Regions from separate parts of the Mus musculus genome. Here region 2 is linked to region 1. A link is a contact called in public promoter capture Hi-C data. All regions are on one chromosome and are shown on one strand. The core of a region is the stretch at or near the end of the contact, and the rest is flanking DNA. Distances in the headings are between cores, read along the strand shown. Region 1 holds the start of Ttc4 (tetratricopeptide repeat domain 4). Region 2 holds the start of Nrd1 (nardilysin, N-arginine dibasic convertase, NRD convertase 1).

Region 1 (4,357 bases), core at 509-3,008:
CCACCAACGGCGCTCCTGGATCATGCAGGCATTGGCCTCCTGGAAGATGTCTCTGAAGCAGTGACATAAGCCCCAGCCAGGTCCCTGTAAACGCTATGTGGTCAACCTTTCCATCCAGATGGCTTCCTCACGAGAGTTCCCCCAGTCCCTGTGGAGCCCCCGTGGAGCCCCCCTGGAGCCCCCGTGGAACCCCCGTGGAGCCCCCGTAGAGCCCCTGCGGAGCCCTCACTCTGACAAGTCTGAGAAAAGAGCATGGCCCCCTTGTGCTGATTCACTTCACATTTACAGATGCGTGCGGTCTGTTTTGTTCACTTTATATAACGGGAGACTGAGGCTCAGAGTAGTTAAGTGCGTTGACCAAAGCCACTCAGGGGGTCACCTGGACATCTCAGTTTTCCCTTCCCTGGTGATAAGAGCAGAAGGGTGATGATTTGGGTGGCTCTTGGGGAAAGGGAGTGAGGCGACTTCCCACCTATGACGTCATGCATATTCGGGAACCCTGGTCGCCGAGTCTCACCCTTGACTCGTCATCCGGTTTGCCTAACACTAATGCAAAAATATCCAGAGACATATTTGGTGTTGCCACCTGACAGTGTCAATGTTACTAACAGCTGTTGGGTAAAGAGCGGGTGTCAGGCACACTGTTAAATGCCTTACAGGACATTACAGGCAGGACAGCCCCCACATCCAAATGGTTCCCGGGTTGAAATTTTTCAGAGATGAGCTCAGCGGGAAGCATGGGGACTGTGGTATCCAGAGGTTGTGTGTGTCCGCTGGAATGACTTGCCAGACAAGAGACTTCTCAAGGAGGTTTGGAAAGATGACCACATCTGGTCATCTGTGGGTGCAAAGGTACCCTCAGGTACATGGGACCCTCTTCAAAGTCCCAGTGAGAGGGAACCTGGAAAAAGAGGAGAGATGCAAGGGCCAGGTCCTAAGGCCATGGAGACTGCTGAGGAGGTAGGGGCAGTGGGGAGGCATGGTGGGGGTGCTGAGAAGAGAGATATATGAGCAGATGTCAACTTCAGAAAACTCTTCGTGGGATGTAGGGACCCCGGGGCAAGGCTGGTGGGGCGAAAGATCAATGCAGCTGTACTGAACAAGAACCTGTTACTAGTCAGTAGTGGTGAATGTGTCAATAATCACAGCCCAAGGATTCTACCTGTGGGCATACATCTCGGGGTAATTTTCCCATGGGCCTATGGGGGTATCTGTGAAGACCTCTGTTGTTGTAGTATCCATGAGGTGAGCAGGCAGGCTGGGCACCCATCCTTGTAGGGTAAGCCACATGGAGTTTCACATGTAGTTATAGGTTGTAGGGGTGTATGGGGACCTCAAACCTTGTGCTGCGTGAAGAAAAAAAAAGTATTTGTATGCTCAAAAGTTTTGTTTTGTTTGAAATAGGGTCTTGCTATATAGTCTAGACTGGTCTTGAACTTATGGTTCTCCTATTAAACCTAAGTGCTAGGATTACAGACAAATATCATGTGGCCTGGCTACGAAGTCATCTTTTGAGAACATTTATAGAAAAGACATAAAAGCATCAGGGTTGGAGAGTGGAGATGAAGAGTTTAGATACAAAAGGGAGTTAACCTAACCACGCCCCAAAGCGAGGAGACTAGAGGCCAGGCAAACTCTGCAATGGATGGGTGGGGCTGGGCGAGAGGGAAAGCGCGGAGTCAGGCCACACCTCCAGGCAGGCCACGCCCCCAGGCCGGCGGAACCCGAGAGGCATAGCCTCGCGCAGCCCGGACTGCAAAAGGAAGGGCATCCCTGCCGCCGGAAGGAGCGGCGCGTTTCTTGGTCCCGGGACTGAAGCGCCGAAGTTGCGAGCTGCCATGGAGAGTTCTGAGCCTGAGCCTACAGAGGACGCTTCCATGGACGCGTTCCTGGAAAAGTTTCAGAGCCAGCCTTACCGCGGCGGCTTCCGCGAGGATCAGTGGGAGGAGGTGGGCGGCGCCGGGGGCTTCTGGGGTAGGAGCTTGGTCCTCGAGGCTTGGTCACTGGTAGAAACCGTCCGCCTCGAGGTTTTGCGTATAAGTTGACTGCGTTTAAGACCACGGGGGTTTTGCAGGCAGTCCTGTCACACACCACCACCAGGCTCTACTACCAGGGGTCCCTTAGTTGTTTTACTGCAGCACCCAGGTTAGGGTAAACTTGAAAGGAGATGGTGAAGGTGGTCAGGAACGCGACAGCGCCTAGTTGAAGGTGATTGCTACCACCCATGGAGAGCGTTGGAAATCAGGATCCCACATTTAACACCTGAGAAACTGGATGTCTAGCTCCAGCCAATCCTTAGGATTTGCATATCATGCTCAGCGAGGAAAAAACTTTATGATGTCGTGTCCTGGGATTGGATCTAATCAGTAGACAACGCTAATTGTTCTTTTAAATTCTAGGAATTTGACAAGATTCCCCTATTTATGAAAAAAGCGCCATCAGAAATTGACCCCGAGGAGTTTCCTGACTTGGCCTGCCTCCAGTCGATGATTTTTGATGATGATCGATATCCAGAAGGTATCTTACTGTCACCCAGCACTTCTTTTGTGTCCTTGTTGAGTTGAGCGAAAGTATTATGGCTAACATGTCAGTGTTGACTCCACACATTCTCCTTTGGATGCCTTCTAAGTAAATGTGTACAGTTCCAAGCCCCAGAGGCCTGACTTGGATGAAAAGCCTGATTGCCCTAACAAATCAGGAAGGGTGTGTGATGAGTGCCACGAGGTCCACCACTACTGTAGTACCAGAGAGAGGAGGGGGATTGCTTTTCAGTGAATGACACAATGTAAGAAAAGGAGCAGTGTAATTTTCTCAATAGAAATTAAAGTCCTTCAAAAACTGAGATAAATGTGTGTGTGTGTATGTGTATCTGGAAATTGAACCCAGAATCTCACATATGCTGGGTAAGTGAGCTATATCCCCCCTTCGTAAAACTGTTTGTGTGTGTGTATACGTGTGTACATACTTACAGAGATCAGTGGCTAGCCTTGTGAGGTGGATTCTTTCTTACCATTTCACATGTTCCTCAGGTCAAGCTCAGGTTGTCAAGCTTAGGGGCCAGTGCCTTTACCTGTTTAGCCATTTCTCTAGACCATCTTTAATTCCCCTTTTTAAAACAGCACTTATAGCTGGATGGTGGCCATGCATGCCTTTGACCCCAGGCAGGCAGGCAGGCAGGCAGGCAGGCAGGCAAGCAGGCAAGCAGGCAGGCAGATCTCTGAGTGCAAGGCCAGCCTGGTATACAGAGCGATTTCCAAGACAGCCAGGGCTACAGAGAAACCCTGTCTCAAAAACAAACAAACAAACAAACAAACATATAAACACCAACCAAAAACCAAACCAAACCAGAAATTAAAAAGCACTTAGTAACATTACCTCATAATTTTTTGGAAGTGGTTATGGCATTAAGTTTGCATGGCCTTGTGTTCTATATTGATGCCAATTTTATCATACCATTAATTTGGATTTTTCTTCCTCTGTCAGTTCCATCTCTTTGCTTTATTGTGTATGTGTTAGTCTTTGTTTTGCTGTGCTAGAAGACTGACCAAAATGAATGTGGGGAAGAGAGGGTTTATTTAGGTTCTAGCCCGTCCCTCACTGAAGGATGTGAACTCAAGCGGGAACTGAGAGGCAGGAGCTGTGACAGAGACTGTGGAGTGCTGCTTACTGGGTTGCTCTCCTTGCACTGCTCAGCTAGTTTTTTATATAACCCAGGAACACCTGCCCAGGAGTCGTACTGCCCACAGTGGGATGGGCCCTCCTGTGTCAATCATTAATCAAAATGGAGGCAGTTTTTGTTTGAGGCTCCCTCTTCCCGGATGACTTTAGCTTGTGTCAAGCTGACAAAACCTAACCTGTGCAATATTACATTACTGCATGATAGAGGTTTCCAGTGAGCTTTCTAAAAGGTATGACACGCTGCTTCCTTCCTCTTCTTTGCAGAGCAAGCCAAGACCTATAAAGATGAGGGCAATGACTACTTTAAAGAAAAAGACTATAAGAAAGCTGTGCTTTCATACAGTGAAGGGTTGAAGAAGAAGTGTGCAGACCCTGATTTGAATGCTGTCCTGTATACCAACCGGGCAGCAGCACAGTACTATCTCGGTATGTAATCATGGCTCAGTTAGCTCTCTTGTATGTGTGTGCATGTGTGCGTGCGCAAACGTGTATGCACACACATGCGTGCAGGGTAGAGGTTAACCTGTCATTCTCAGGAGCCATCTACCTTGTTTTTAGAGGCAGTCTCTCATTGGCCTGGAGCTTTCTGAGGAAGTTAAGCGGGCTGGCCAACAAGCCCTGAGAATCCATTTGCCTCTACTCCTCCCAAGCATATGGTGTTACAACTAGCATTTTATGT
Region 2 (4,190 bases), core at 1,159-3,658, 2.3 Mb before region 1:
GTTTGAGTCACCATTCATTACAGATGATTGGAACACTGGAAGATTATAAGGGATCTTACAAGTACCCATTCAACCAGTTGAGGTCCAAGTCTTCTCATACATTTTTGGAAGAAGCTATCTAGGCCTTCTGTTTATCACTTCCTACTTTATTCTTTAATCTACTCTAACGTACATACTTCCATTAGGAATCCCATAAATGTTAGGTGCCTCATTTTGCTTCCCCTTCCCCAGGTTGTTTTTTGAACCAGGGTTTTATTTAGTCCAAGCTATATAATCAAGGATGTCTCCTGACTTCTGATGTTCTCCTTCCTCCGCCTCTCCAGCACTGGGATTACCACACCCTATTCGCATTTTAACTTTTTAAATATCTGAATCCTCCCTCTGTAAATTTAATCATCTTTGTATGCCACCCTGGATAAAATGTTATTTGTTGCAGTATATTTAGCCAAGGTGCAGAAATGCTAGTTTGGGACCTGACACATACATTTAGTATTTGTTAAACAACTAGCAAAAAATAAGGTCAACGAATCTCTACCTGAAGCAATCAGAACAGTATCTGAGACTTAGCCATTATTAGGTAACTTTGTATGGACAGGAAAACAACAAACAAACAAACAAAAAAACCACCAACACCTGTACTGAAAATTTAACCTGGGAGGCCAAAACTAAGCAATGTTATTACCTTCAACTTGCTCACTTACAGGTTACAACTACATCTTTGGCAAGAAAAGTTATCCCTAGTTTATAAAGATATCTTGACCCTGACAAACTGACAAAAATTATACTGGGAAATTAAGCTAGTCTTGAAGCTGGGACTATGTCACTACTTTCTGGACCTGAGTGTCAGTTGTTTGTAAAACAGAAGTGGGGGGAAAGTGGAAAAGATGATCTCTAGAATTCTTTCCTTCTTTTAACACACTGCAGGCTTATAATAAGTTTGGAGCTGCAGGCTTCTAACCCAGCACATACTGCACTGGCTTTTGAGTCGGATGGGTAGTTTCATACAAGCTCCAATACTATTTAGCTGTCTAATTCTGAGTGTGTTTCAACGTCTTCAACCAGGAAAACTAAGCTGTAAGATAATAGAAACTATTTCAAATACAAGATATTTTATGAAACAAAGTAACTCTTAAGTTTATTCAGGTGGGGGATTGAGTCACCATTCATTCATTCATTACACATGATTGAAACATTGTATAAAATGGGATCTTACACGCCTACCATTCATACAACTGAGGCCCAAGATATCTCTAATACGTTTTGGAAGAAGTCATCTAGCTAAGCCATTCTAGTTGTGGCTAGCTACCCATGGTTACAAGCCACTCCATCTCAGGCTAGCTAAGAGAGGTAAACAGGAGTGATAATTACGAAAAGGGTGATGTAAAGTTCTTTTATTAAAACCACAGCATCCTTTTCGTAATTTTCACTCTGTTTTACCTCTCTTTACTCATACACCTTTGGATTGAGACTGAACAAAAATAACACACACACACACACACACACACACACACACACACACACATCTCAAATATCCTCTCCGCCAAAATTCAGAATCACTAACTGTCAAGCTTTCCTTACCAACCCTCCTCCCCTTTACCATCCATCCTGTCTTCCTCATGGAAACCTTAATTCTTGCTTTAATATAAGTCAAAAATAGCCGGGCAGTGGCGGCGGATACCTTTAATCCCAGCATTTGAGAGGCAGAGGCAAGCAGATCTCTGAGTTAAAGGCCAGCCTCGTCTACTCCAAATTGCCCTGGCCGCCTCACCCAAACACACATTTGGGATGGGAAGTAGTAACACCCTGTTGCTTCTCCGGGAGACATGGAGACCAGAAGTCACTACAGCACCAACCGAAGCCCGCACCCTGTTCTCCCCAGTCCGAGCCTCCTCCCTCACCGGTACTGCTTGGGATCGCTGGGAGACTTGATGATCTCAGGGTCCCCGACATTACTGAAAGACCGTCCCTCCTCCTCAGATTCATCCGCTCCTAGACGAGCAAGCCGGCCGCTCTCGCCCAAGTCCTGTCCATTGGGCTGCAGGTCCGGGCAACTGCAGGTGGACTTCGCCTTGTTTCTTCCAGGCATGGTCAGCGTAGGAAAGGGTTTCGATGATTCTTCGCACAGACCCCGTGCTTCGATTCGCCCCAGAGCCGTGAGCTCCCGCCCGGCCTCACACCGCAACTTCCTCCCGGTGACACAGACTGCAGCAACCGCGACTCTCCTCAGCATTCACCAGCAAGTCGTAGCGCTGGACATCCCGCTCCCCAGGCCCACCTCCTCCTCCTACACCTCCAGCCACTCCTCCTCCTCCGCGTCCCAGGGGCGACGGCGGCGGCCGGCGTTGTTGCTGCCCCAGCCGCTGGGGAGGACAGGCCTGAACCCCTCCTCCAACCCGGCCTCGCTCACACCGACTTTCTTCATCCCACCCTCCTGACAGCCGATGACGCTATGGACTCTAGCCAATCACAACGCACAACGGCCGTCACGTTTGCAGAAACAGCCAATGGGAGTAGGGGAAGCGAGAGACCAATAGAAATAGGCCGGGTTCCTGGCGCACCCAGAGAGCATTTCGAAACCTGACGTGGGCGGGGCGAAGGAAAAGAGGCGGAGGATGATGGGAGAAGTCTTGCTGCGATTGTGACGTGCGTCCGTAGCTGTTTTTAGGAAAACCGCGTAGCGCTCCGTGTCTGAGAAAATATTCCCCAGCGAGAAAACACAGAAGTGAGTCGCGATAGTGGATGCTGATCTTCTTCACCCACTTGCGGTGTATTTTTTGCACTCTATTCTTAGAGTGACTCAGCGGGTCTCTTTTTTAAAAGAGCAGAGCACCGGAAGTCTTTTCCCACCCTATCCCGAGATGGATGCAGTGCTTGTGGGTCACTAAGCACCGGAAATAACAATTGCATCTTTCCATCCTGTAGGCTGCCAAACCATTGGTGCTTTTCACGCTCCAGATCTGTTTCAATATGCTCACTCTTGTATGCGAATTGTTTATTTTTTTAAGCTTCCACACCCTGGAGTAGTCCTCAGCCTACCTTTAAGTTTGGCCAACTTTTACTGAAAAGCAAGAACATGTTAGGCTACTAACCTCAAGTAACTTTCCCAAGCTTTTTGTTTTTGTTTTTGCCAATGCTTTTGCAGCGACTGGAACAGACACAATATAAAATAAAAAGCAGTTGACCAGATAACAATAAAAAGCTGATAGACACCATTGAATGAGATCATACCACATGGAAGAGATAAACGAAATGAATATGAGTAAACAACAACAACAACAAAAAGACTTTAAGCCGATAGATACATTAGTGGTTGTCTTTCCTGCCTCTGAACCTTTGTGTGGCTGAAGATAAAGCCATACACAAAACAAATCGTTGCCGGTGTGGTAGTCCACACCTTGAATCTCAAGCACTCAGGGAGACAGAGGCAGGTGAATCTCTTTAAGTTCAGGGCCAGCCTGGTTTACAAAGCAGTTCCAAGCCAGCCATGTCTACCTACTAAGACCGTCTCAAAAACAACAAAAAATCCTTGGCTTGAAGTTTAGTTTCTTATGGGAAGAAACTGACCATAAATAATACATTAAAAAAAAAAAACAATAAATGCTAAGACTACAAAACAGGGTAGGAAGACAAAGTATTGAAGAGGATACATGAACTGGGGCAGAAGTATTTGAAAGCATTAAGATTCCGGGCAGTGGTAACGCATGCCTTTAATCCCAGCACTTGGGAGGCAGAAGCAGGTCGATTTCTGAGTTTGAGGCCAGCCTGGTCTACAGAGTGAGTTACAGGACAGCCAAGACTACACACAGAAACCCTGTCTCAAAAAATAAAAAATAAAAGCATTAAGATATCCTGGTTTCAGTACACTTTTAAAGGTTTATCAGTCTTCACGCAACTCCACTAGAGTCCTCATTCAAAGTAGCTTCATTTGCGTCTCTCCAGTACAAGAATGGCTGCCCAGAACATAAAAACACCAATAGTAAGTGACACTGAAGTGTCAGTCTATGCTTTGTACAAGATTAGGGTGTGTGTGTGTGTGTGTGTGTGTGTGTGTGTGTGCTTGCTTTGTACAGGATTAGTCTAGGTGTGATTTTTGACTCTCCAAAACAATAATACCAGAAATAAGAAACGTTCAGCTTCAACTATCAATTTTGTTTTCCTAAGGAGAAAAATAATTTATGCCCTTAATTGCA

Evidence for each region. Promoter capture Hi-C pulls out the DNA fragments that hold promoters and counts their contacts.
Region 2: a promoter capture Hi-C map of pre-B cells shows a contact between it and region 1, with 3 times the contacts expected there. The contact joins the promoter of Nrd1 here to the promoter of Ttc4 in region 1.

Annotation. Positions count from the first base shown.
Region 1 is chr4:106,676,345-106,680,701 of GRCm38.p6, reverse strand. Ttc4 (tetratricopeptide repeat domain 4) reads left to right here and starts at 1,758. Exons shown (of 10, transcript NM_028209.2): 1 at 1,758-1,949; 2 at 2,400-2,517; 3 at 3,943-4,104. The coding sequence starts at 1,839. It overlaps Mroh7 (maestro heat-like repeat family member 7), which reads left to right. Exons shown (of 24, transcript NM_001126487.1): 24 at 1-285. The coding sequence ends at 64.
Region 2 is chr4:108,998,873-109,003,062 of GRCm38.p6, reverse strand. Nrd1 (nardilysin, N-arginine dibasic convertase, NRD convertase 1) reads right to left here and starts at 2,408. Exons shown (of 31, transcript NM_146150.3): 1 at 1,899-2,408. The coding sequence starts at 2,230.